2 separate regions of the Columba livia genome follow, and region 2 is linked to region 1. A link is a contact called in public Hi-C data. All regions are on one chromosome and are shown on one strand. Each heading gives the region's core, a stretch centred on a gene start, on an enhancer-like site or on the middle of the called end of the contact. The rest is flanking DNA. Distances are from core to core; before and after follow the strand shown. Region 1 holds the start of PLCG2 (phospholipase C gamma 2). Region 2 holds the start of CMIP (c-Maf inducing protein).

Evidence for each region. A called contact is a pair of places that touch in the nucleus more often than the background predicts.
Region 2: a contact with region 1 is called in a Hi-C map of crop, with 4 times the contacts expected there. The contact joins the promoter of CMIP here to the promoter of PLCG2 in region 1. A contact is called at or near these places in 2 of 2 Hi-C or Micro-C datasets (crop and liver).

Annotation. Positions count from the first base shown.
Region 1 is chr13:9,641,916-9,647,297 of bColLiv1.pat.W.v2, reverse strand. It overlaps PLCG2 (phospholipase C gamma 2), which reads left to right and starts at 1,976. Exons shown (of 34, transcript XM_021290686.2): 1 at 1,976-2,257; 2 at 2,367-2,461.
Region 2 is chr13:9,795,101-9,800,628 of bColLiv1.pat.W.v2, reverse strand. It overlaps CMIP (c-Maf inducing protein), which reads left to right and starts at 1,874. Exons shown (of 21, transcript XM_065028331.1): 1 at 1,874-2,763. The coding sequence starts at 2,467.

The DNA.
Region 1 (5,382 bases), core at 727-3,226:
GGTGCTCTTTGTTCTCAAGGGCCTGTAGCAAACCATACAGAAATAAAGAGTGCCTGTGTTTGGGATTTTGGGTTTTTGGGGTTTTTTTTGAATGAGTTATTGCAAATAACTTCATTCTGGCAGATCAATATGGGTTAATTTTCTGATGGAGCACGTGGGGCAGCTGCCAGAGACCAGTCGGGGCAGAGATGACAAGAAGATGACAAGGGCAGCAGGAGGAATGACTGACTTTTTTCATTATAAATGTTGCATGAAGTCGCACATTAAACTTCACGTTTAAACCAGTTATGCCTCAGATCTTCACCTGTAAGAATGGAGTTAATAATATCTCATTTTCTTGTCCTATCTTCTGCTAATATCTGTGCTACCATCCAAAGGACTGATGGCTTCAGCTACAATAATGGCATTTCTCTTAAAATTGCAACTGCGGATGCAAAAGCATTTCACTTAGGGTGGCATTCTTCAGTGTGAAACACAAAGTTAATCAATAACTTAGCTAACTATGGGTGATCTCAAACTTTTTTTTTTTTCAGCTAAAACCCAGTTTTTTGGTATGCTTTCCTTCTGAGAGAACACAAAACAAAAATATCTGCCTTTGAAATACCTGGCCCCACACTTCCTGACTGACCCAGTATGAACCACTGCTGCTCTGCACACATTATTTCCTCTCTCTGAAAAAAAACCAAAACCAAACACAAACTAGCCAGAGTCTGGCAATACTTTGCTTTGCCATTGACCTTATCTCTCATCCTGTGGGGGCAGCTGCTCCTCACAGGTAGGTAAGCTAAAGACAGAGCATATGCATGATATATGATAAGGGCTGGAGACATCCACTTCTCCAGTCTGGCCTTTTTTGATTCTGTTGACTGGTCCCCTCCCCAACATTGAAGTACTTTGCTGATGTACACTGGAGGAGGCTGAAAACCTTCTGTTTTTCTCATTTTGTATTAGTAAGGATTTTCTTTTGTTGTTGTTTTTTTTTTAGTTTAGCTATTTTCTTAGCAAAACATATCCTTTCTGCAAGAGTACTGCTATTGCAATGCCAAGTGCTAAAGTTTGGCTGTTGTTAGAATGGTGAAACCATCACAAATGGATCTTCAGCTCTCGGCTTTGCTCTTTAACCGTGTTTTTCCTTCCGCAGGAGCAGGCAGGGTCTCCTCGTGCCGCTGTAGACTTGAGTCCCCAAGCCAGCAGTGTCACCTCCGTCTGTGCTGCCAGACCAGGGGAAGCTGGTGCCTGTCACGTGCAGGGAGCAGGTTCTTCTTACTTGTCTTTAGAGATCCTGTAAGGAACCGTGTCTCCAGTTATATTTCTGCCTTATTTGTTGTTGTTTCATACGTGTTCTTTTTGGTCAAATGGTGCCATCTTTTGTTTTCATAAAATCCTTTGAAAAATGAACTCTGTTTTGCCACATTTGAACACTGTTTTGGTATAAATATTTGGATTTTCTTTTACTATTTTAAAAATTATATCTATTTATGAACAGATTTATCGAAGTATTTATAAATTATTATTATTATTATTTAAGTATAAATCAATAGAAAACTGGTATTATTCAGCTTCAACGTTTTCATTGTTTTCCAAAGAAAAAAATAGAATTGGTGCAAATTCACAGTTGTTGACAACGGGGACCTTCTTTTAATATATTTCCTTTTGGCGTAATAAACCAGGAGTTGAGTTCTGGTCAATTTTAAATCCTAGATTCCACGTGGAAGCCATTTGTGTCCAGAGCACATGACCGAACACAGGCCACGTATATATATTATAAATGCATATCTTAAATCAGAAATTAGTGCTTTCGGTTCTCCCTCGGATTAAAGATATTAGACATTTCGCTTAAATCCCAGCTGCTGGAGTCAGCAGAGTCCATGAGACTCTTGGTGTTTGTTAAAAAAGTAAATTATAAACTCTCTTGGTTACAGAAAAAACTTAAAAACAGGAAGAGAGGGCATCCCAAAGGTTTAGAAACCAGAAAGCAAAGAATTCAAACCCAGAAACTAACAACTGTTGTGTTGATCTCAGGTGGGAACATTATTAATGCATTGCTGCATGATGCAAGTGACACGGCATGAAAAGAGTTGAGCCCATGAAGACGGTAGAAGAGGAGAGAGAATTGCTGGCTGGAAATGACATATTTCAGCATTAGCGTTCCACTTTCTTTCTTAAGACTTCCTCTTTTTAAACTTTTTTTTTTCCTTTGTCAGCAACAGCCATAACAAAATCTGTCCTTGTGAAGGAGAAGAAAGTGTCATCAAAGGTGACGGCTTTTTTTTTTTTTTTTAAATTAACTAAAAGGCCCAGGCTGCTGAAAACTTGATTAGAGCTTTTGTATTCCTGAGGGGTCTCAACAGTGTGCTCTTACCCAGGTGGAATCAGAGTACAAAGAGGAAGAAACCCCCCGTTTGACGCTGCCTCGCTAATCTCAGCAGTATATCATTCATTATTCTGCACAGGATTAAAGGTAAGGTCTGCGTTGCCGCCTTTGAGACTCAGCAAGGCAGCTACACTTTGCAGAAAGGGGGTTAAATAATTCCTGATGTGTGGCAGAAAGGTTCTGGAGAGAAGACGGTTGGGTTTAAATAACCTGGCAGAGCCTTCTGTGTTCTAGCTTTTGTCTTCTTGCCTCCAGAATAAAATGACTTCTTAATCATAAATCAAATGTAAAAATAATTTTCTTTGAAAGAGGTAAAGGTGTCTTAAAAATACTAGTCAAGTCTAAAAAACAAAAAACGCGGAGGAAACAATTTTTCGTGTGTATGTGAAATTTTTAATGTCATTAGGAACAGACATAAATAAGGCCTGGATGCTCAGCTGAAGATAACTAAGCTATTTTAAATTCGTTCCAATTTGGAGATCAGGCTAAACAAGCATTTGAAAATTCACATTGCTAGTTCCTTCTTCATTCTAGACATTGTGTCCTGTTAAATGAGAGGTGTGTTAGAAATTTTCCTTTGAAAGAAGGTTGTTTGTTTTGATTGTTTTTTTCCTGTGTTTTTCTCTCTGTTGGAAAAGTTCAGGTTTAATGTTTGTTTTTAAAACAGCTCAGAGTGTATAAGTTCAGATTTTCAGTCAGATGTTACCGAATGAGTTGGTAGCTGATACCTACAAACATATTGCAAAATTTCTGATTTTTTTGGCACAAATAAAATCCCTTGGGAGCTGCAAAAAGCTTATTTTTAATATGATAAATGAAATAATATGACTCTGTATGCATATGATAACACATATTTGAGAAACAGAGCATGCCACGTGGTGTTCAGTATCACCTTGAAATTCTGAAAAACGGTCCTTTGCCAACAGAGGTTTTTCTGAAGCTGCAAAGTTGAACTTGCTCCGTGAGGTGCTCAGAAGAGCGTTATTACAGACCATGGGCCTCAGGGAGTGGGTGGAGGTCGCAGTATTGCGTCTTCTCCACCCACCAGCCTGAAGCAGAGACTCTAGCACGTCTCCTCTGATCAGTTCTGCAACTTTGAGAGACTAGAAAACTCAAGCAGCCCATCCTGGATATCTAATTTATTCAGGACTTCAGTCATTAGTAGGTATATTATCTAAATCCCCTCCCCACTTTCCTTTATTTCCTCTTTTAAGCTGTTAACAAAAACGTTAAGAAGATAGGGTCCCTATGCCAGGGTCTGTCATACCTCACCCAATACCAACTCCCACCTTGATCTGTTGACGCACAGGGTCTCCAACACTGTATGTTAAAAAGATGCTTATCATAAAAAGTAGAACAGAAGGTTTTGACCCTTTAATGTGACTCATTCAGTTATGACTACAGTGCATAAAGATAACAGCAGTTGCAATAACGATTTGCATTCTGTACAAATATGCTGATCCTAGAGATACACCAGATGGACGCTCTTCCATGGCATAGGCGTCTGCAACACATAGCCCAGAAGAGTATCTCTCATTCTATCCCTATTAAGAAATTATCACTCAAGTACATCATCAATTTTTCAATCATATTTTTATGTTAGTGAGATTTTGACATGTGTTTTTGCATGATTACATGCTTATCTGTATTAGGGCCAGTGTGCTCTCTCCATTCTCAGCTAATTGTAGTGCTTTGATTAGCCAGAGGGCTTTTCTAAACTTTTCTGATGTAGCATGTGACGGATTAGAACTGATCCTTGCATGACTGAGCACAGAAGCAATGAACTTCTCCTCCCTTCCTGTGCACCCTGAGGGAAGGCCTTAGACAAGAACAAATCCCTGCAACCAGCCATGTATAAAGTAGAGAAAGACCTGGCCTATGTCAGTTTAATGGTCCCAGAAGATCTTCCACAAGCAGTAGCAAAGACAATGTTAAGAAAACTTCAGCAGAACGGGAGGAAAATGGGAAATGCCCAGTGAGAGAGCACTTTGCAGCAGCACTGGGTGTGCGTTCAGTGCGGCGTCGGATCCCAGCAGGGCTCCCCATTATGAGCGCAGAGCAGCGGCTCAATGCTCCAGTCCTGCCTTGCTGATCCCTGTGCCCAGCCTGCTTCAATTTACCCTTTATTCCTCTCAGAGCTCACAGGGACAATGAGTGGGAGTGGGAAGCTAAAGCAGATGGCAACAGCACTTTTCTCTCCTAAACTCACCTGTGGTGGGAAAGAAATGAAATTTAGAAGGTAACTAGGGGGAAGAGATGGACATTTTCTTGCTGACTTGCAACTCACTTCATTCAAAACTATTGTCAAATGCTGGGGTTTTTTTCAGTGCTTCCCACTTGCAATCATACTGTTTTTATTAAAGATTTTAATTTTATTGGCTTAAAAAGCACAGGAGAATAGTTTTCCTGGTTCCCTGCAGAGCCTCCTGCAGTTTTCCTATTCTGCCGACACCTCGGTAATGTTGAATTTCTCACTGTTGACAGTACTGGTGGATACTGTGGATGCAGTATTTTATATTTCATCTGAAGGTGTGATTGCAAGCCCTTTAAATATGCTGGTGTTCTGTGCAGCCAGTGAAACGGGCTCAAGACACTGAGTAAATAGCTGGCTAGTATGCGTATAAAAAGCCCCACACTTTGACACTTAGTTCAAATGTTCTCGTGTATATTTTGAGGTTATTATTGATCATCCCAAATCACACAGCAGAGGTGCTGCTCAGCTGAAACTACAAAAAAATAATTCTGACAAATGCAAAGTTATCTTCTGGCACAGCTAGCTTTGCTCTGAGGAAACAGCATTGCTAAGTCAGGACATTAGTATAAAACCTGGAAGCCACATTCTGCCCAAGGCAGAACTGCTGTGAGATCTCTGGCAAACCTCACTCTCTGGGCCTGATGTCTTTGAAAATGTGAAATAAAGATTTCCATTCTTATATATATATTTTTTAATTGTTTTGACATCTACAAAAATTACAGAAATTGTAAGCAATAGTACTGTATTTTGTGTA
Region 2 (5,528 bases), core at 625-3,124, 150 kb before region 1:
TGTTTAGTGCACAATGACCAGTCAGTTTGTTTAAGTTCAGGAGGTAAGTAATTACCAGGGCTATGAGATACTGACAATTTGAACCTCTCTAAAAGAGACTTTTGTCTTCCTGTTGGTTGTATTATTCATGTCATTGTGTAATTCTGCATCGTTCTATCAACTGGTACTTAGAAGTACTCCGGAGACTTCCTAGCTTTTTATAAATTATTCTGATGCTCACATGCAACAAAAGTATCCCTCGAATTTGCTACTAATTGATACATTACAAAAACCTTCCTTCCTGAAAGTGTTTAAACACCAGTTCTCCTGTCAAATGCAAGCCTATTTCAACACAACAGCTCTATAATAACACATATAATGGACGTGCTCACAGTAATTGTGGTCCGGCTAGTTCATGTGTATTGTCTTTGACAGCAGCCACTACAAAAGGCGTTATGGCAAAGGCTCCCAAACCCTCCCACTAGCAGCTCGCCTCTCCAACAGATAATCTAAGTGACTTGTGATGCGAATTTATCAGATGGAAGAATTTGTAACTGCTGGTACCTCACCCAGCATCATTACATCTCATTTGAGAACTATTGCACTTGGAGATGCCACCAGAAACCCAGCACAGGTACACGCTGAGAAACAATAATCTCATCCCAAAGCAGATAATCCCTTTCCCAACCTCCCTCAACTAGACAAGAGCTTAAACTTTTAAGCATGAAGGTTTATACTTTCTCCAAATGTTTCTGAAGTGTCAAGTGAAACAGTGCTATAAATTCCTCCTAAATTCTGGACCGTTGCACTACCCACTGTGGTGAGTTCCACAGTTTAATGGCATGCGCATAAATTATATGAAATGTAATTTTTTTGTTGGTCCTAACCTGGTTGTTCAATGGAGGAAACTGGAAATGAGATCCAAGGTCTACCACTACCTTTTAAATCAAATATAAATGGTACCATTTCTTTTGATGTGGCAGCCATACTGCACATGGCATTACTGAGCAGTTTAGAGATCTTGGAAGGGAGGGCATTTTTTAAATATATATTTTTTAATTTGTAAACAATTGTTCTGTTCAGCACCATACCAGCAAGGCTGAGGGAGCTGGGTCTCTTTAGCTTGGAGGAGACTGGGGGGTGACCTCATTAATGTTTATAAAAATGTAAAGGGTGTCATGAGGATGGAGCCAGGCTCTTCTTGGTGACAACCAACGATAGGAAAAGGGGCAATGGGTACAAACTGGAACACAGGAGGTTCCACTTAAATATGAGAAGAAGCTTCTTCTCAGTGAGGGTGGCAGAACCTGGAACAGGCTGCCCAGGGGGGTTGTGGAGTCTCCTTCTCTTCAAACCCGCCTGGACACCTTCCTGTGTAACCTCATCTGGGTGCTCCTGCTCCGGCAGGGGGATTGGAGCTTTCGAGATCCCTTCCAATCCCTGACATTCTGTGATTCCGTGATCACCCTCGGGCTCCCCTGCCATCCCTTCTTCAGCACCAGTCCCCCCATCAAGCCACAGGGACAGGAACACCAGTGGGAGCCACTGGTGAATTGACATCGACCAGGCGGGTGGCGCCGCGTCGTCCCCGTCCCCCTTCAGCCGCGTCCCTCGGCGGGGCGGCCGCCCCGCCGAGGGACGCGGCTGAAGGGGGACGGGGACGACGCGGCCCCTGTGAGGAGAAAAACGGAGAATGGAGGAAGAGGCACAACGGCCCCAGCGCTTCCCGCGCACCTCTCGCCGCCGCTGCCCTAAGCGGCTTCGGCGGCCATTGACGTCAGCGAGGGCGGCACATGACCCCCTCGGAACCAATCGGCTGCTCCCGGAGCCGCTCCGGCGAGAGAGGCTGATCGGCAGCGCTCGCTCCTCTCGCCGCCTCCTCCTCCCGCGGCGGCGGCGACGAGCGTGGACACACACGTTCCCCCCCCCCCCCGCCCCAACGCCCGCACCCACGGACGCTCACCCGCACCCACATACATGCACACGCGCGCCCGCCGCACGCTCCCGCGCACACGCCCCGGGGGGAAGGAAGGAACCGCGGCCGGACGCCCCGCAGCTTCCCCCGCCGCCGCCGCCGTCAGGAGCCCCCACCGCCGGCTTTTGTCTGCCGCCCCCGCCGGGAGCCGACCCTCCGCTCGGCCGGCGCCCACCCGCGAGCATGGACGCGGCGCTCTGAGAGCCGTGAGGGGGACCCGCCGGGGGCGGATTTGGAAGTTTGAATAAGGATTTTTATCGCTTCCCTTTTCCCCCCTTCTCCCCGCTCCGGTGCGGTTCAATCCCTTCCCCCATCTTCCCGGACATTTTTTTAAAATTTTTCCTTTTTTTTTTTTTTTTTTTTAATCCGCCGCGTGGGGTTGGATTTCTTCTTTTTGTTTGTTTTTTAAATTATTTGTAATTTTATTTGGTATACCCGTCTCTGCCGCCCGTAGAGACCGGTCTCCCCGGGGCGGCCGCCGCCGAGCGCCACCCCCGACCCGCGGGGCTGCCATGGATCGCACCGGCGGCTCCGGCGGCGGCAGCGACCGCAGGCAGACCGAGGAGAGCAAGCCGCTGCTGGGCGAGATGTCCGCTCCCGAGGGGAATAAAATGGGTGCCGCGCCGTGCCGGAGAGCCCTGCTCCACTGCAACGGCATGAGGTACAAGCTGCTGCAGGAGGGGGACATCCAGGTGTGTGTCATCCGGCACCCCCGGACGTTTCTCAGCAAGATCCTCACCTCCAAGTTCCTGCGGCGGTGGGAGCCGCACCACTTGACCCTGGCGGACAACAGCGTCGCCTCGGCCACGGTAAGAGCCCGGCCGGGCCCGCCGGTACCGCCGCGGGGGGCGGACACAGCGCGGCCCCGGCGGCTTCCCCGCCCCGCGGGGCATCTGCGGGGACTGAGCTGCCGCGGGGCCGGGGGCGCGTTGCGGGGGGAACTGCCCGCGCCTTTGTGCCGTGGCCGCCGGGCCGTGCGGGCCCCCCCGAGGGGGGTCGGTGTGCGAGGGGGGGCTCGGCTTGCGAGAATCCCGGAATGCCTGCGGGGATTTTTTTTTCCCTTCTTTGTAATCCTAGGGATATTTAATTTGGTAGTTTCAGTGGGGTTTTTTTGAGCAAGTCTAATATTTATTATTATTCTTACTATTATTATTAGCAATATTATTATTACTATTATTATTTTCCCTTCTTGTTTTTAATTCATGCCTCCCTAACATGCCACTGACATGAAATCGCCACACCGATCCATTTCTATCTGAACCGGCAGATCTGTCTGCTGGCAAGCTGGCCAAGTTGGAGGTGAGGGAGGTGGAAGATGCTTTTCATGGGAGAGCGAAAGCTCCGGGTTTGCACAGGCTTTGCTCTGCTTTGTTTTAGGCCTGGTCTTGGGGCTCTGATTTGGTGGTCATATAACCTGCCCAGATGCTGTCGGTGTGATCGTAAAATATGGAGATTCCTTCAGGGTTTTCTTCTTGATGGAAAATGATGCAGGAGAAAAATGCGAGAGGGTGATATCAACAGTGCAAAAGATGTGCAATAAACAGATACAGTCTTTAAAAATATGATTTATATTTACATGTACAAGTTAAAATTTCACGGACAGCGTTATTTGAATATTAGTATGTGATGTGACTACACCCAAATTTTGTCTAATATCAATTATCATAACTCACAAAGCATGTTTTACACAGATTTTTAATCATTCGGTACTTCAGTTGCATCCTTTTTTGATTTATATGTTAACGTCTCTTTTTTCTCAATGGCTTCATTCTGGCCTTCCTATAGGACACCAGTGATACGAGCGAGTGGATTGGCTTTTGTGTGCATTTCTGTTAATGGTGTATTTCAGTGGGTTTCACCCAGTCTGGGCTGTGCTCGGAGGTTGGATTTTTTCACACTCGGGTACGCAGAGACGTGGTGTGTGTAAATGCATCGCGAGCGAGTATTCAGAGCAGGTTTTCAGTGGGAGCTCCTTTAACCTTCAGGTAGGCCAGCTGCCTGTTCTCACGGAGCTCTGTTTTTTGTGCCACAATGTCAGCTCTGCTGGCCGTTAACACTGGGCTGTCGAGGATGTTTCCGAGGGAATATTTTTCTTTCTTTGATAGAAGTACTGTGTAAAGGGATAAGGAGCCCTCCGTCAAGCATTGCTGGAGAAAACCCCCAAAAGACACGAACAGAAGGAGCTTTTGCAGTGCTTCATTGCATTAAGATACCATCAGCGTAGAGGGGAAGTTGAATATCAGTGGAGATGAGGCGTTTTCCTGGCAGGATCTGTCACTGGTTATTTCTGAGCAGAGCAGGATACCGGCAGAGAGAGGCACGATCGTGCTTCAGACGTGAATCTCAGCGATGTGGCAACGCCAGGCGTGAAGTTGTGTTTGTGCGGGCGACGTCAAGCTCTGCTCGCTGGCAATGCTGTCACCAGAGAATCCATCTCCGAAAGAATTTCTGTAGTCCTGTGAGGCTGTGCTTTAATTAACATTGAGGTGTTCTCGTTCCTAATTATTTTATGTATATAAATAGCAAGAAGATACTAAAACATTGTACGTACCATCGCAGGCTCCATTTTGTTTAAGCAGTGCTCTTCCTGCTGGGTCTTGCGCCTTATCATTTTTTTCCACCGCTAACTCACCAAGTAAATACAGTTCAGAGAAATATCAGTCCTTCATTATTTCAAGTAGTGTCTTTGGTTTCCAGGGAGTAATTAGGGCAAATAGGATAAGATAACTTTCACTTGTTGCCTGAATGTATAAGTACATTTAACAGGTATCATTCAGATATTGGTTCTATGATATCTAGATTTTACTCTTTTTTAAATTTTAATCTGAAAAGATGTGTTTTAAGCAAAATTAAGCAGTAGTCTAGCCCCTACCCCCTACGGAAGTAGGGTACAGGCAAAATGCCAAAACCTCCTGGAACTGTAGGTAGATATTTAAATGCAAACTAATTTGGTTTTCAAGAGCTGTAGAAAAATATCCATACTGCCCATTGAAAGTGAGCATCAGGAGCACTCAACAACTTTGATAACAAGGTCATTTTTACACATAGGGCTTTCCACAGGCAGGGTGCTCTATGAGCAGCCAGTAATTAATCTTCACATCATCCCTTTGCAAATCCTCTGGCACGACAAGTTTTGCTGCATTCTATGTAACATGAATAAAATTGAACAGGAAAATAACATCACTTTGTTTTGCATTTGAAAGCAAAAGTTGTAATGACAGCTAAGTCCAGATCGGGCAAATTATGTCCCTGAGTACAGTGGGTAAGTTATTTGTTGATTCTAGGCACTTTCTAGTCTTTTTATTGTCATTTGAGAAACATATTTGAATTGAAGTCTTCTCCCCATAAGCTCTTACTTGCCAATGTCCAGGCTGCAGTATAAGAGTTAGTATTATTTTGTATATGGATTACTCATCTGTAGTTTTTTCCACATGTAGACACTTTATGTGCCTGTATACAAGTCTGTATAATAAGACGCTCCCTACAGGTTTTTTTGTGAGAAGTAACTACTTCCATTGTTTAATTAGGCAGCTAAATATTTAGTGCTGACAAGACAGCTTTCTGTAGCAGAAGC